Linked DNA regions of Mus musculus: all the other regions are linked to region 1. The links are chromatin contacts, called in public promoter capture Hi-C maps. All regions are on one chromosome and are shown on one strand. Each heading gives the region's core, a stretch centred on a gene start, on an enhancer-like site or on the middle of the called end of the contact. The rest is flanking DNA. Distances are from core to core; before and after follow the strand shown. Region 1 holds the start of Rgs6 (regulator of G-protein signaling 6). Region 2 holds the start of Smoc1 (SPARC related modular calcium binding 1). Region 3 holds the start of Slc8a3 (solute carrier family 8 (sodium/calcium exchanger), member 3). Region 4 holds the start of Cox16 (cytochrome c oxidase assembly protein 16).

The links. Promoter capture Hi-C pulls out the DNA fragments that hold promoters and counts their contacts.
Region 2: a promoter capture Hi-C map of embryonic stem cells shows a contact between it and region 1, with 5 times the contacts expected there. The contact joins the promoter of Smoc1 here to the promoter of Rgs6 in region 1. A contact is called at or near these places in 5 of 39 promoter capture datasets (embryonic stem cells, liver and pre-B cells) and 1 of 484 Hi-C or Micro-C datasets (embryonic stem cells).
Region 3: a contact with region 1 is called in a promoter capture Hi-C map of embryonic stem cells, with 5 times the contacts expected there. The contact joins the promoter of Slc8a3 here to the promoter of Rgs6 in region 1. A contact is called at or near these places in 5 of 39 promoter capture datasets (the C10 cell line, the HPC-7 cell line, embryonic stem cells and 2 more), 1 of 484 Hi-C or Micro-C datasets (embryonic stem cells) and 1 of 9 other capture datasets (liver).
Region 4: a contact with region 1 is called in a promoter capture Hi-C map of stem cell-derived epiblast-like cells, with 2.2 times the contacts expected there. The contact joins the promoter of Cox16 here to the promoter of Rgs6 in region 1. A contact is called at or near these places in 2 of 39 promoter capture datasets (embryonic stem cells and stem cell-derived epiblast-like cells).

What each region holds. Positions count from the first base shown.
Region 1 is chr12:82,615,374-82,618,554 of GRCm38.p6, reverse strand. Rgs6 (regulator of G-protein signaling 6) reads right to left here and starts at 1,630. Exons shown (of 17, transcript NM_015812.4): 1 at 1,172-1,630.
Region 2 is chr12:81,025,254-81,028,434 of GRCm38.p6, reverse strand. Smoc1 (SPARC related modular calcium binding 1) reads right to left here and starts at 1,627. Exons shown (of 13, transcript NM_022316.2): 1 at 1,277-1,627. The coding sequence starts at 1,372.
Region 3 is chr12:81,331,498-81,334,678 of GRCm38.p6, reverse strand. Slc8a3 (solute carrier family 8 (sodium/calcium exchanger), member 3) reads left to right here and starts at 1,499. Exons shown (of 7, transcript NM_001167920.1): 1 at 1,499-2,038.
Region 4 is chr12:81,483,429-81,486,609 of GRCm38.p6, reverse strand. Cox16 (cytochrome c oxidase assembly protein 16) reads left to right here and starts at 1,473. Exons shown (of 4, transcript NM_001309809.2): 1 at 1,473-1,713. The coding sequence starts at 1,645. The region is part of intron 3 of Gm20498 (predicted gene 20498); the gene reads left to right.

The DNA.
Region 1 (3,181 bases), core at 381-2,880:
GTACCCGTGCATAAAGGCTTTGGCTTACAAAGGTGTGTCTGTGGGAACTGTCCTGTTTCCCTCTGTTCTCCACTTTGAAGGGATACGTCCCTTCTAATGCAAAGTAAGTTCAGAGCAAGAATAAATATAGAAGTCACAGAAACTTTCAGGCAGCCCAGATCCAACTCCACACAATTGCCCATCTACCTAGTTGTGAAACTGACTTGTGGGAGCCTTGTTTATAGTGTACTATCCTCGGACAGCAAAGGGCTTCGACGCATCGCGCACATACTGGCAACCCATCCTCTAACAGCCTGATAAACACCAACCCAGGTCTTACTCTCCCATTCTCCCTGGAGAGAAAAAGATGAAATGGTGGGCTTTAACCTCCTCCTGGTTGCCTTTCAAGTTTTCCTTTAGGGCTGCTAAAGGGCTTTTATCAGAACTTACCTACAGGTCCAGTTTCTAAGCAGGCACTGATGCTGCGAGAATAATTCCAAACCAACGAGATTCAAAACATGTTCAATTTATTTGCAGACTTAGAAATGCCACTGTCTCCGTGAGAGAGAAAACGCACCCACTTTGTCAAATTAAAAAAGAATGAAAACCCGCAGCTTTTCCTCTGAACAAATTTAAATTTTCTGGGTCACTTCCCTCATCACACTTTTTAAGCAGCCTGACCTGCTCAGAAAAGCCTATACCTACCGTCTGTGAAAGCAACTCCCAAGCCTCAGACCTCACCACCCGCCCCTGCGGTCCTCACCTCACCACGGAGCCTCGCCCTTTCAACCCACAAATCGGGAGCTTATTCTCAGGAAAAGTTGCTGGAGGTAGATTCCCCCACCTGCGCTCTCCGAGCGGATGGCTGGGAAGAAGAGAAAGCCTTCGGGGCCCCGCACGCCCTCCAGGCCCAGGCTCGGAGCGCGTCCCACCCCAAAGCCGGGAAGGCGATTTCCACGCAGACCTGCACCCATCCCACACAAGTCCGCATGCCAGCTCGCCGAGTCACTTACGTAAGCTCGCCCTGCACAGTCCCAAACTGCAGACACACACCCGCACCTGTCACGCATCCGAAATGGACAAGCGCCCACCCCCGAGGAATGCAAGCCACACAGATCGGGGCGCGGGTGCGGCTTCCATTCCTTTTCCTCCGGGTTCTTTTCTTGTCCCTTTTTTGTCCAACTACAATTACCTTAGCAACCAAAGAATTGTCTCGACTCGCTCCGGCGTCTCAGTTTCTCCTAAAGCCCGGCTGGCGCCCGGCTCATGATAAGGCTGGGGAACCCGGGAGTCGCCAGCTCTCGGGGGGTGGAGGAGCGGCCAAATCTGTCCGGGCACTGCTCTCCCGAGTGTCGCCTTCTCCTCCTCTTCCACCTTCTTGGTGCCACTCTACGAGGCGGCGACCGCAGGGGGCTCAGCGAGCACACTGTACAGCTCCGGACCCGGGAGGAGGCGCGGCGGGTCTCATGGTGCCAGGGCGCGGGGCTCCCGGGGTGTTTCCCTCGCCCCTCGCTGGTCCGGACCGGAACCGCCCCCTCGGCGCCCGCAGCAACAGGGACCCCGGGGCGCCCCCGGGCGGAGTTCTTGGCCACCCGGTGGGGGCCGATCGCCAAGGAGCTGCCCGGAGTCGCGCAGCCCAGGCGCTCGGCTCGGCCGCTGCCGCAGCGGCGCCCGCTGTCGGGGACCCAGAGCAGCTGCAGCCTCGCGCCGCGCACCTGGGCGCCCGCACCTGGCCTGAGCCACGCGCTATGAGCGGGACCCTGACACCTGAGCACGTTCTTAGGTCGCCGCCGCCAGGCTCACCTGTCCCGGCGCCGCCCGGGGTACGGATCAGGCCCTGTGCAGCAAGCGAGGAAAAAAATAATCTGCAGATTCCAGGCAACCGAGCAGCTACCTAGAAAACTGAGGGACTGTGTTAAACAAGCCAAGGCTCCTCTCCTTGCTGCCAGGATGACCGTGTACTGAAACTTTAGTGGCGCCAAGGTGCTCACGATTCTGGCCTGAGGTGCTGTCCCGGTAGCTTTTGAATCCCTCACTGACGTGGGGCTGGCGCCCTCTAAATTAAAATGAGCCAGTGCGTTCGTCAGAGATATTGTTGCTAATCTCGTGGTTTTATTTATTCAACGTTTACACCACACAGCGTTGGGAGCGCTTTGTGGTTGATACTATCTTGAAACAATACAAAAGGGAATCTAAGGGGGAAACTATGCACAATATCCTTGGGCAAGAAGAGAAGCTTTGACATTCAAATGAACAAGGGTAACTTGAATGGACATTTTAACCTGAGAGTCCTGAAACGTGATTTTTGATGACTTATGACTGGGTTGCAGATGTAGCTCACCTAATATAGTGCTTTCCCCAGCACTGAGTAAACCCCGACAGAGATGGTATCCACCTGTAATACTCAGGGGCTGGAAGCAGAAAGAACAGAAGTTCGAGGCCAGCTTTGGCTACTTAGGGAGTCCGTGAGTCACACTGGACTACATGAAGGCCTGTCTCAAATTATTTTAGGGAACTGTAGTTGGAGGTAGGACAAGGTGGTTGGTACTAAATAGTTACCAGTAGATGTGTATGTATGTCAATGTTACCAACACCAATAATAAATCAGTAATTTATACTTTAGTGTATTAATCACAGAAAAAAATAAATAAATTACTCCAAGTCATTGGGGATGAATGATCTGGACTCTTCATCTTTATGGCTCTGGGGGTGAAAATTTAAAGTTTCCTTGGCAATATGCATGTTTGTCAACACTGCTGTGCATAAATATGCAAATAACAAAGAACATCAGTTAAAGGTAAATAGATTCTTCTGAATGTAAATCCATTCTTCTAAAATGGCAGATTGTTAAAGATGGCTTCTGATTGAGCGAGGCCCGAGGACAAGGCTGCTAACTCAGAAGGTGGCCTTGGGTAGGATCCAACCCCTGTAAATAACACCTATAACCATGGATTTCTATAATATACTGATTCAAGAAAATAGACATGTCTGTGTTGTTTCCTCACATAAAGCTAGTGTGCTAGCCACACTAAGAGTGACCTGTTTTTAGGAACTGTACTCTGAAGTCTGAAGGGGTCAGTGAGTGTAAGTTGGAGATAAGATGTGCCTAGGAACCCTGTGTGTGCCCTATTGGTAGGGGTAAGCACTTTAAGTCAGAGGTGGGACCCAGTAGAAGGAAGCTGGGTCCATGGAGGGGTCCCAC
Region 2 (3,181 bases), core at 378-2,877, 1.6 Mb after region 1:
GCTGTTGCACATCTGGGCCATAAAAGCACGGGCCGGCCCGACACGGGGACAAACACTTTTCTTTCCTAAGTGGCTGCAAATCTGATCTCCCAGTGATAGGTGGGCTCGGATGTGAGCAGCTCAGCATCTGGGTAGCCATTAAGTTAAGTCAGGTTTTGCAAAGCTTTTCCTCCATACACTGCAGCTATAAAGATGATTCCCGGGTAGCAAAGGCCAGGAATAAAGAAGCTGCTATGGGAACAGGTGGTAATGGGGCTAGCCATCCAGGAAATGGGGCCAGAGGATATCCAGGGAAGAAAGCACAATTTGGTGGAGAAGCCAACTTCATTTGCTCAGAAGTCAAATCCTTGCTATTTTCCCAGAGAGATTCTCGCAGAATGGGAGCGGGCAAGCTGCTACCCAGAGGTCCGGCTTCTGATCTTACTGACCCTGATCCTTGCCCAGAGACTGCCTCCCTTACGTGTTGCCAAAGGAACCTCTAGGTGGTTTAACAAATACATTTTTAAGGCAGTGAAATTCTTTATTAGACCATTAGGAGGGAGCAGGGAGAACAATAATCTAGACCAGAAATGAGCACGGTGCTGCTGGTTCCCGTTTTTTTTACAATGCCCTGGACAACCCGTCCTGTGCACAGAATTGGCACATTTCGTGTGGTTCAGAAACTCCAATCAGATCAAGGTTCAACCGATCCAACCCAGGGGAGAAGTTCTTCCGAACTTCTCCACGGCTCCCTACCCCTGCCACTCCTCCAGGGCCAGGCCAGCAGGAGGGGGGCATTAAAATTATCTGCTGTGGGTTTTACGAGCAGCGATTGCTTTTTAAAACAACAACAACACAAGGTCCTTGTGTGGCTCGCGGGTAACCTAAAACTCTCTAGGCAGAGTGCCCCCCCCCGCCCCTTCTACACACACACACACACACACACACACACCCTCTGCCTGCCAAGAAAGCCAGCTCGAGGGACTGGTGCAGCGACAACATAGGGAAACTCTGCTCCAGCCAAGGCCGAGATCCCACCGACCTAGGAGGCCCAGGAGAAAAACCTCAGGAGAAGTTCGAGAAAGAAAACCCACCGGTGACAGGTCGTGGGGAGTCAGTGCTACAAGAAAAGGCGGGGAAGGAGGGGGGCAATGAAATTTTATTTCAGCAACTTCTCCAAGAGGCCTGCAAGGGACTAGACGGTAAAGTCGAGGACAAGGTCTGACACCTCCCTTCCCCCTCCTGTAGATGAGCGGCCAAGCGCAGGTGGGCGCGCGCAGCTGGGAGACGCACTTACCCTGGGGCCGGTGGTGCGGTGGCCGCCGGCCGGGGACAGCTGCACCAACACGAGCAGCAAGTGGGGCGTGAGCAGACGGACGCGCGCGGGCAGCATGGTGCCAGCGGAGCCGGGCAGCCACGAGCGGGCAGCGGGCAGGGGGGCTCAGGCTAGCTTCAAAGCACTTGGGGAGGTGGGGACCCTTGCAGCAGCTGGGAGTGGCCGAAGAGCCAGCGGCAGGGGCTGGAGGAGCCTGCGCCCGGGGTCACGGTCATGAACGGCGGAGGCCCGGAGCTGGAGTGCGAGCGTGTGCTCTGCGCGTGGCGCCTGCTGCGCTCGGCGTGGCCGCGGCGACAGCAGGTTGGATGCGGGAGCTCGGGCCATGGGAATTCCCGTTATAAACCCCGGGAGGGGAGGGGCGGGGCCCGGAGAGGCTGACTGACGGGTCGAGAGGCCTGTAGCAGCCGACCCTCCGGCAGGTGGAAGCCAATGGGAGAGAGATGAGAGGGGCGGTTCGTGGTCAGTACCCCACCCCACCCCCACCCCCACCCCCACCCCCACCCCCACCCCCCACCCCCCCAGGAGCTACACTGGCTTCCCGGCCACAGTGGGCTCCAGCAGAGGCTGGGATAAAGAGTAACTTTTTCTCAGCAAGTCCTCGCTGGGAACCTCCGCGCGCTCCAGCAGCCTCAGTCCCTCCTGAATGGTCACCTGGATAGTAAAGAAGCCTTACACACTTATCGTGTGTTAGTTCTTAGGCTTGAGTTGTCGCAACAGCTCCATGAAGCAGGCAGGGAAAATAGCTCCAAATGACCCAAAGTCCTTGAGAAATGTTTCCCGGAGGCCGCAAAATCAAGGGCAACCTGGGGAACCACCAGGTGCGGCCCACAGAGTGAGCTGCGACCTACGGGAAGAGGTATTCATTTATTTCAAAAAGAAAAAAAAAATCTCCTTACGGGTGACACCCAAGTTCCACAGCGGCTGCCTGAGATAATTCTGACGGAGGCGAACCGAAGCAGCCTAAGGTGGGTCCCCCGAGGGTCCAGTAAACTACCCCTATGGCCCTATGGTCCATGTGACCTGCGGTCAGAACCCGGGCATCTTGGCTAATCAGTCTGAACTTAAAGAACACAGGAGCAGCTTCTCTGTGGCCTAACAACGCTGGGGCGGAGGCCGGGGAGGAGAGGGCAGTCCCAGGAATCCTGGTCCCATATTGGGAGGAGGAAAGTTATGAATGGAGGAGATGGAGGAGTGTTCTGTGAGCACAGATATCCTAGAGACCTCCAAGGAGCAATTTCCTGGGAGCCCAAGCCTGGATTGTATAGGTCAGCTCTAAGCAGGCCTATCAGGTGCTAGAGCTCTTTCCATAGTGGTCCAAGAGGCCACCCTGAAAATGGTAACAGCTACATCGCATCACACACACTCACTTCAACCCAACAAAGTGTCTGCTGCCTTCCCCGCAAGAGACCCGTGATTATCTCCAAAAGTGGAACACAACTCTTCGTGCTTGATTTCCACCGGTCCAGGCCCGTCCCTTCGTGAAGAAAGATCCATTTCTCTAACCAGATTGAAATAAAGCCCAGGTTTCACAGCTCCCTGACTGCCCTGAGAGGTCCTGACAAAGATTAGCTCTGCTCCCTTCCAGCTTCTCTTCTCGATTATAAGAGCAAGCTAACCCTAACCCCCATCTGGCTGCATACAGACAGCCTTCACCCTACAGCCAGCCAGTCTTCCTGAACAACAAACCAGAATGCACCACTCTCTGTTCAAGGGGCTTTGCACCTCCCCCATCAGCCTCAGACGGGAATGTCCAGGCAAGAATAAAGGGTTCTTCAAACTAAAATGAAGCACATTTCTAAAAAAAAAAAAAGTGTCATGTCTCTCCCACCTGGACTCAGTGGCTTGATCATATTTTAGAGCCAGAAC
Region 3 (3,181 bases), core at 250-2,749, 1.3 Mb after region 1:
GGAGCCCAAATTCAGGATAGGATCACCTTCTGACTTACTAAAGGAACACTGCACTGAGGGTCCCCACCCAAAGAGTATATTTCCTTCCAAGTTCGGGTGCTTTCTACCTCTTGCAGGTACAAGCTCTTTGGACCAAACCTTGTTAAAGAGGTCCTTCTCCCTGGTTGGTGTCAGGGAGCTGGAGGGTTGTACATGCTTTGTGGTATCACACTTTGCTGCTTGTCAGTAGGACTCTACTTGGTCTCCTCCTTTCCCATCCTTGACTCTGCTGCATGTCCTCTTAGGACAGCTGTTTAACTTCTAGACAACAAAGGTCAACCGAAAAGTGGAAGAGTAATTGTGTATATTTCATAGCCTTCTGTGAGGATGGTATCAAACAATGCAACCAAATTCACTGGCACTAACTCTGCTCAGGAGATAGGATACTGTCTGATTCCTCTTATGCTTGGCTTCAGACAGCAGAAGCAGTTTCTGTCCCATCTACACTGGGGTCTATGCAAAAGGCCAGCCTCCACTCTCATTTCACAGCTGCCTGATGACACCAATATGCTGAGGACACGCAATCCCATCCTTAGGCATGTCTGCCCACTCCTCCTGCCACCAGGACCACGCGTGACAAATATAGCAGAAATTACAGGCATCTGATTTAAGGCTGTGTGTGCACTACTCTCGAGCCAAGCCCCAAACCCTAGTTCTGATGCTGCATCAAAGGACCATCTCTGCCTTGGTCTCCAGGCCCAGAGTAAGCAGCAATTTGAAAGGCAGCCCCCTTTTATTTTTAGCTTTAAAAATCACCAAAGCCAACATAGCAGTGCTCACCCAAGCGTCTCTCACAAAGCTCTTGCTTGACTTGGGTTGAGAAAATGACAGGGTGAGTTCTGCACCAAGAAAGGGGGGGGGGGAATAAATGGGAGAGAAAAAGGAGTCGTCGTTGTCCCCCCCCCCCCACACACACACACACATTGCCAACCTCCATCCCCCTCGAGTCTTCCCCTAGGCCTGGGTGGACCTTGCCTGGGTAATCATTCCCTGCTATATTTAAAAACCACAATGTGTTTGGAGGGAACTTAATTTCGGGACTGCGGGCGGTGGCGTCTCCCGAGGACAAGAGGAAAGCCTGTGCCGAGCTTCTTGCCTGCTGCCGGGACTTCAGGACTACCAACTCCCGGGAATCCAGGTCAGGACTCCTTGCAGCTGCAGCCAGCTCCAATGCTCTAAGCTCCAGGCTCAACGGTTGGGTTGGTGGCTTCTTGGTAGGGCTTGCATCTGCATTCAATCTCCTGGGACTCTGCATGCTAGGTCCGTGCTTGGTGTCCCAGGCCCGCTGAGAAGCGCTGTGGAAAACTCCCCTCCGCTCCCGAGGCTAAATATGCGCGGCTTGTCATTCGGTGTAGCTGTCTCCCAGCTGATAGGGTGACGTCGAGTTTGGAGGCTTGGAGATTGGCTTTTTGATTTGGCTCCTTGCGGAGGCTTAATGGGCAAAGCTCTAGGCTCACCCAGAAACCAGCCCCTACGCTCGTCCCCTCTGAGCGCGGCGAGGCCGAGACGTCTCCGGTGGTGACAGTGGGCAAGGCTGAGCCGCGCGCTCCCAGCCCGGGGAAAGCCCGGGCGTCGCGGCAGCCAGCCCCCGCCGGGGTCCCTCCGAGCCGCCAGGGCGCGCCGCGCTGCTCTCCGTCCCACCCCTCCCATAGGGATCCCCAGGCGACCGCGGCCGGGACTCCGGGCCTTGCTTGGGCCACTCGGGCAGTCTCTGCTCCTTGGCTGGACGCCGCCGAGGGTCTGTACAACGCTCCCTGCGCCCTGGCCCCAGCGATCCTGCTCCAGATGCGCTGCCTGGTAGCCCCCTGACAGCTGCTAGCCCACAGCTCCGGGCGGCAGCCGCGGCGGACTGCCATGCCCTGGACGCCGCTGCAGCCGGCCCGCAGCCCGCGGGGGCGATGAGCCGCTGCGGCCCGTGAGGAGCTGGGCGGCGCGGGCATCGTGCACCTTCCTAGCCCGCCTCACTTGCCCATCGAGCTCTGGAGGCTGAGGGGAATCGGTGAGTAATGGGATGAGCCCACAATCCCCAAGCTCTGGAGGACCGCAGAGGCAGGGGACGCCTGCCAAGATCCCAAGCCTGATATTCTCCCGAGAGAGGGTCCCTGGTGAAGAATCATGATAAGTTATTTCTCAAGATCATTCGTATGCGCTGCCTTGCGGCGGGTTTAGTGCCAGAAAAGTGGGGGAGGGTGCCCGGGAAATATGTTGTATATGCGGTGTAGTGGGGGAAAATCTGGGAGGGTGTCTAAGCTAGAGTGCTGGGGGTGCTGCTAGAGATGCCTGTGAGCCATAGTACTGGAAACGTGTGTACAGTCCTGTTTTGGGTTTGATGACTTAGTGGCGGGGTAGCTCAATGAGGAAGCTTCATGGCGGTGCGTGTGTGTGTGTGTGTGTGTGTGTGTGTGTGTGTGTGTGTGTGTCGCGGGTGTCAGGGCGTGTGAGTTCTTGGAGCTGAGTGGCTAGGAGGGGGACCGCGTTATTCCCTAGGCGGACGCGCGCATGCGCGTGACACACACACACACACACACACACACACACACACGAACTCATGCGCGCACACGCATGCACGTACCCCAATCTCGGGACTCCATTGCTGCCTGCCCATAACTGCAGTCCCATTGTATCCCCTTCCCTCCAATCCCAGAGGGCTCTCCAGCCAAGAGCTACCTGGTGATCTGAGAAATCCAGGGCTGCCTGGAGAGCTGTGAAAAGTATATAACTAAGGTCCCCTCCTTTCTTCAACTCTCTCTCTCTCTCTCTCTCTCTCTCTCTCTCTCTCTCTCTCTCTCTCTCTCTCTCAGGCAGGAGCCCTCTTTTAAAGGCCAGGCTGCTTCTGCAAGCCCTGGCTGACCTGCCCTGAGGACCTGAGCCACACTGGGTCAGAGGATAAATAGGATTTGCTAGAGGGGTTTCAGGGAGGGAGGTAGTTTTTCTTTTTCATTCGTTGTGTTTTATTTTTAAAGGGGAAGGGGAGGGGATAGAACAAATGCCTTTAATGCAGTGCTGTAAATTTCCTCACTCACTGCTTGCCTCCTACCCTCTCCCTCTCTTTCTCTTTCTCTTTTGGCAATTAACAAACAAGCATCTGAATGTTTGGTGCTAAGGTTTCCCAGGCAGAAAGATTGAAATTGGGTGCAATTTA
Region 4 (3,181 bases), core at 224-2,723, 1.1 Mb after region 1:
TCATTAAGTATAGGACTTCATGAAATTCGCAGGCAAAAAAAAAAAAAAAAAAAAAAACCTAGACTATATCATCTTGAGTGAGGTAATCCAGTCACAAAAGAACACACATGGTATACACTCACTGATAAGTGGATATTAGGAAAAAAAGCTTGGAATATTCATGATACAACTTATACAGACCATATGAAGCTCAAGAAGAAGGAAGACCAAAGTGTGATGCTTCAGTCCTACTTAGAAGAGGGAACAAAATAATCATGGGAGATAGAGGGTGGGAAGGTTGGGAGGAATAAAGGAAGGGGAGAAGAAAAAAAGGGGGGGCAGGGTCAGGTGGGAAGAAACAGGGGAGATGTACAGAGCCAGGATCAGGGAACTGAACAGAAAGGTGTGTTGCAATGGGAGATGAACAGGAGGTAGCCAACAGAAGGTCCCAGACACCAGGAAAGCAAGAGGTTCCCAGGACCCAATGGGGATGACATTAGCTGAAATACCCAACAAAGGGGAGGGAGAACCTGTAGAGACCATATCCAGAGGTTAGACATGACCCCCAGTTGAGGGATGGGGCCACCCACTTTTCTCAAAAATTTTAATCCAAAATTGCTCTTGTCTAAAGAAAATATAGGGACAAAGAGTGGAGTAGAGACTGAAGGAAAGGCCATCAGAGACTGCCCTACCTGGGGATCCATCCCATATGCAGCTACCAAACCTATTGTTGATCAATACCCATACAGCCATCACTATTGCCGATGCCAAGAAGTGCTTGTTGCAAGGAGCTTGATATAGCTGTCTCCTGAGAGGCTGTCAGAGCCTTACCTATACAGATGTGGATGCTCACATCCAACCATCGGACTGAGAACAGGGACCCCAATAGAGGAGTTGGGGAAGGACTTGAAGGAACTGAAGGGATTTGCAACCCCATAGGTAGAACAACCAATCAGATTCCCCAGAGCTCCCAGGGACTAAACCACCAACCAAAGAGTATGCGTGGAGGGACCTATGGCTCCAGGTGCATTTGTAGCAGAGGATGGCTTTATCTGGTATCCATTGGAGGAGAGGCCCTTGGTCCTCTGAAGGCCTGATGCTCCAGTGTAGGAGAATGCTAGGGCAGTGAGGTGGGAGTCGGTGGGGGAGCACCCTCAAAGAAGCAGAGAGTAAGGAGTAGGATAGAGGGTTTGCGGAGCAGAAACCGGGACGGGGGATAGCATTTGAATTGTAAATAAATAAAATAATAAAAAATTTTAAAAAGTTCAGTTACAACTGATGAGCCACGACTTAAAATGTGTTCATTAACCTGGTGCTACTTGTGCATTAGCTTAAAAACCAACCCCGCCCTTTATCTGAGTTTCTTGAGTCGCAGAAGTCAAGATCCAGAATATGCGAATTACAGATTTTCCAAATCGAAAAACCCAATTGCACCCGGCGTATCCTGAGGTCACGGAACCAGAGCTCAGAAGCCTCGACTTCCGGGGGAGGGAGGAAGCAGAAGTGCGTTAAGGCCAATCGTTTCCGTTTGCCTCGGGGAGGCTTATCAGGCGTGGACCTGGCACCCAAAGCCTGCGCTGAGTCTACAACTTCGCCTGAGACGTGTTGCGGGCCGCGCTGGGCTCGCTCTGGAAGCGGCTGACTAAGCAGGCCGCACCTTCTGCCATGATTGCGCCCGCTGTGTTGCGAGCTCTGCGTAAGAACAAGACTCTACGCTATGGAGTTCCCATGTTGGTGAGCGGCTGTGACGGGAGCAGGGGCTGCGAGTCCGGAAGGGGCGGGCCCTCTTTGGCTGAGTGGCGTATTGGTGCTGTCTTTCGGATACTGCTGACTAGGGGGTCTGTGGGAGCCACCGGAGCTTTGAGGTTTTTGTTTTTGTTTTTAAGTTCACGCTCAAAAGTGTACCTCGGGTCCCGCCATCCCCCACCCCCCGTTTCCTTTCCCTTCGTGAACGCGCGTGTTACTATCCCCGTTTTACAGTACCTTTCCTGGGTTAAATGTTGAGATTTTGCAAGAAGACTAATCAAATGTCTTCTTTAATAATTACATTCATTTGTAGTAATTATGTTCATAATTTGTTGTTTGATCATTGTTAAGTTAATTTGCTTTAGCATATTACGATATAAAAGAAAATAAACAAAAACTTTTAAAAATACAAGACATTTTTCTTGGTGTGGTTCTTGGCACGTGTGAAGTGCCTTTTGTATTTAAGCACTGCTAAAAGAAAGGTTGATTTTAGAAACGTAATATGTTTTTTTAAGTCGTCTTTGATGTGTCTGGATCTTGTTTTGATAATTAGGGAACTCTGCAATCTGCTTTAAGAGTTTTGGGGTAAGCGTTCGTTTTTATAAAATGACAGCAATTTACAAGGCATATATAAATTTTTTTATTTCTGCAAGTTCCTCTGCCGTTCAAAATCACGGATGTTGCTACTGACTTACCATTTATCACTATGGGAGTCAATTTGATTTTCTTTCAAAATTATAAAAGTCAAGATGTTATGGAAAGAAAAAAAAAATCTCAGGGCTAGGCTTTCTATGTAGACTTAGCACCCTGCCCTATTTTCGGGGCTACCCAGCAGGAAAGAGGCTCCTTTACAAATGGAAATTCCTTTCTTGGTCAGTTTTTAAATGGTCCTATCAGTCTTATGAAGGCACACTCTGGAACTCTGTCTAGAAAAAACTCTTAAGCCTAATTTATTTTACAGATGCCCTTCCAGAAGTTAAGCAAAGAGCACTTTCTATGCCCAATTTGAGAAATCCTCCTCTGAGTTCTGGGTTTCTCCTCTTCTGTTTTATAACGCGCGCGCGCGCACACACACACACACACACGCGCGCGCGCGCGCGCGCGTGCACACACACACACAGCTAGCTAGTCGTTCATTTCTGTTTGCTTTATGCACATACATGTGTGCAAAATAGCATTCTTTTTTATTTAAAATTACTATATAGATTTAATAGATAAGCACTGTGTTTACACCCTTTTCATCCCTACCTCTCCCCCGCCAACTTCTCCTGTGATTCCTTTCTCCCTTTCAGTTTTATGACTTTTAAAAATTAAAATTGTTACATGTTAATTATATATATGTGTGTATATATATAAAATTATATATTATATGTATGTATAAAAGCAGCCATTTTGATTTAGTCTTATGTATCCCAAATAGCATTTTTTTTAAAAGTAGCTAAGAATATTTTATATG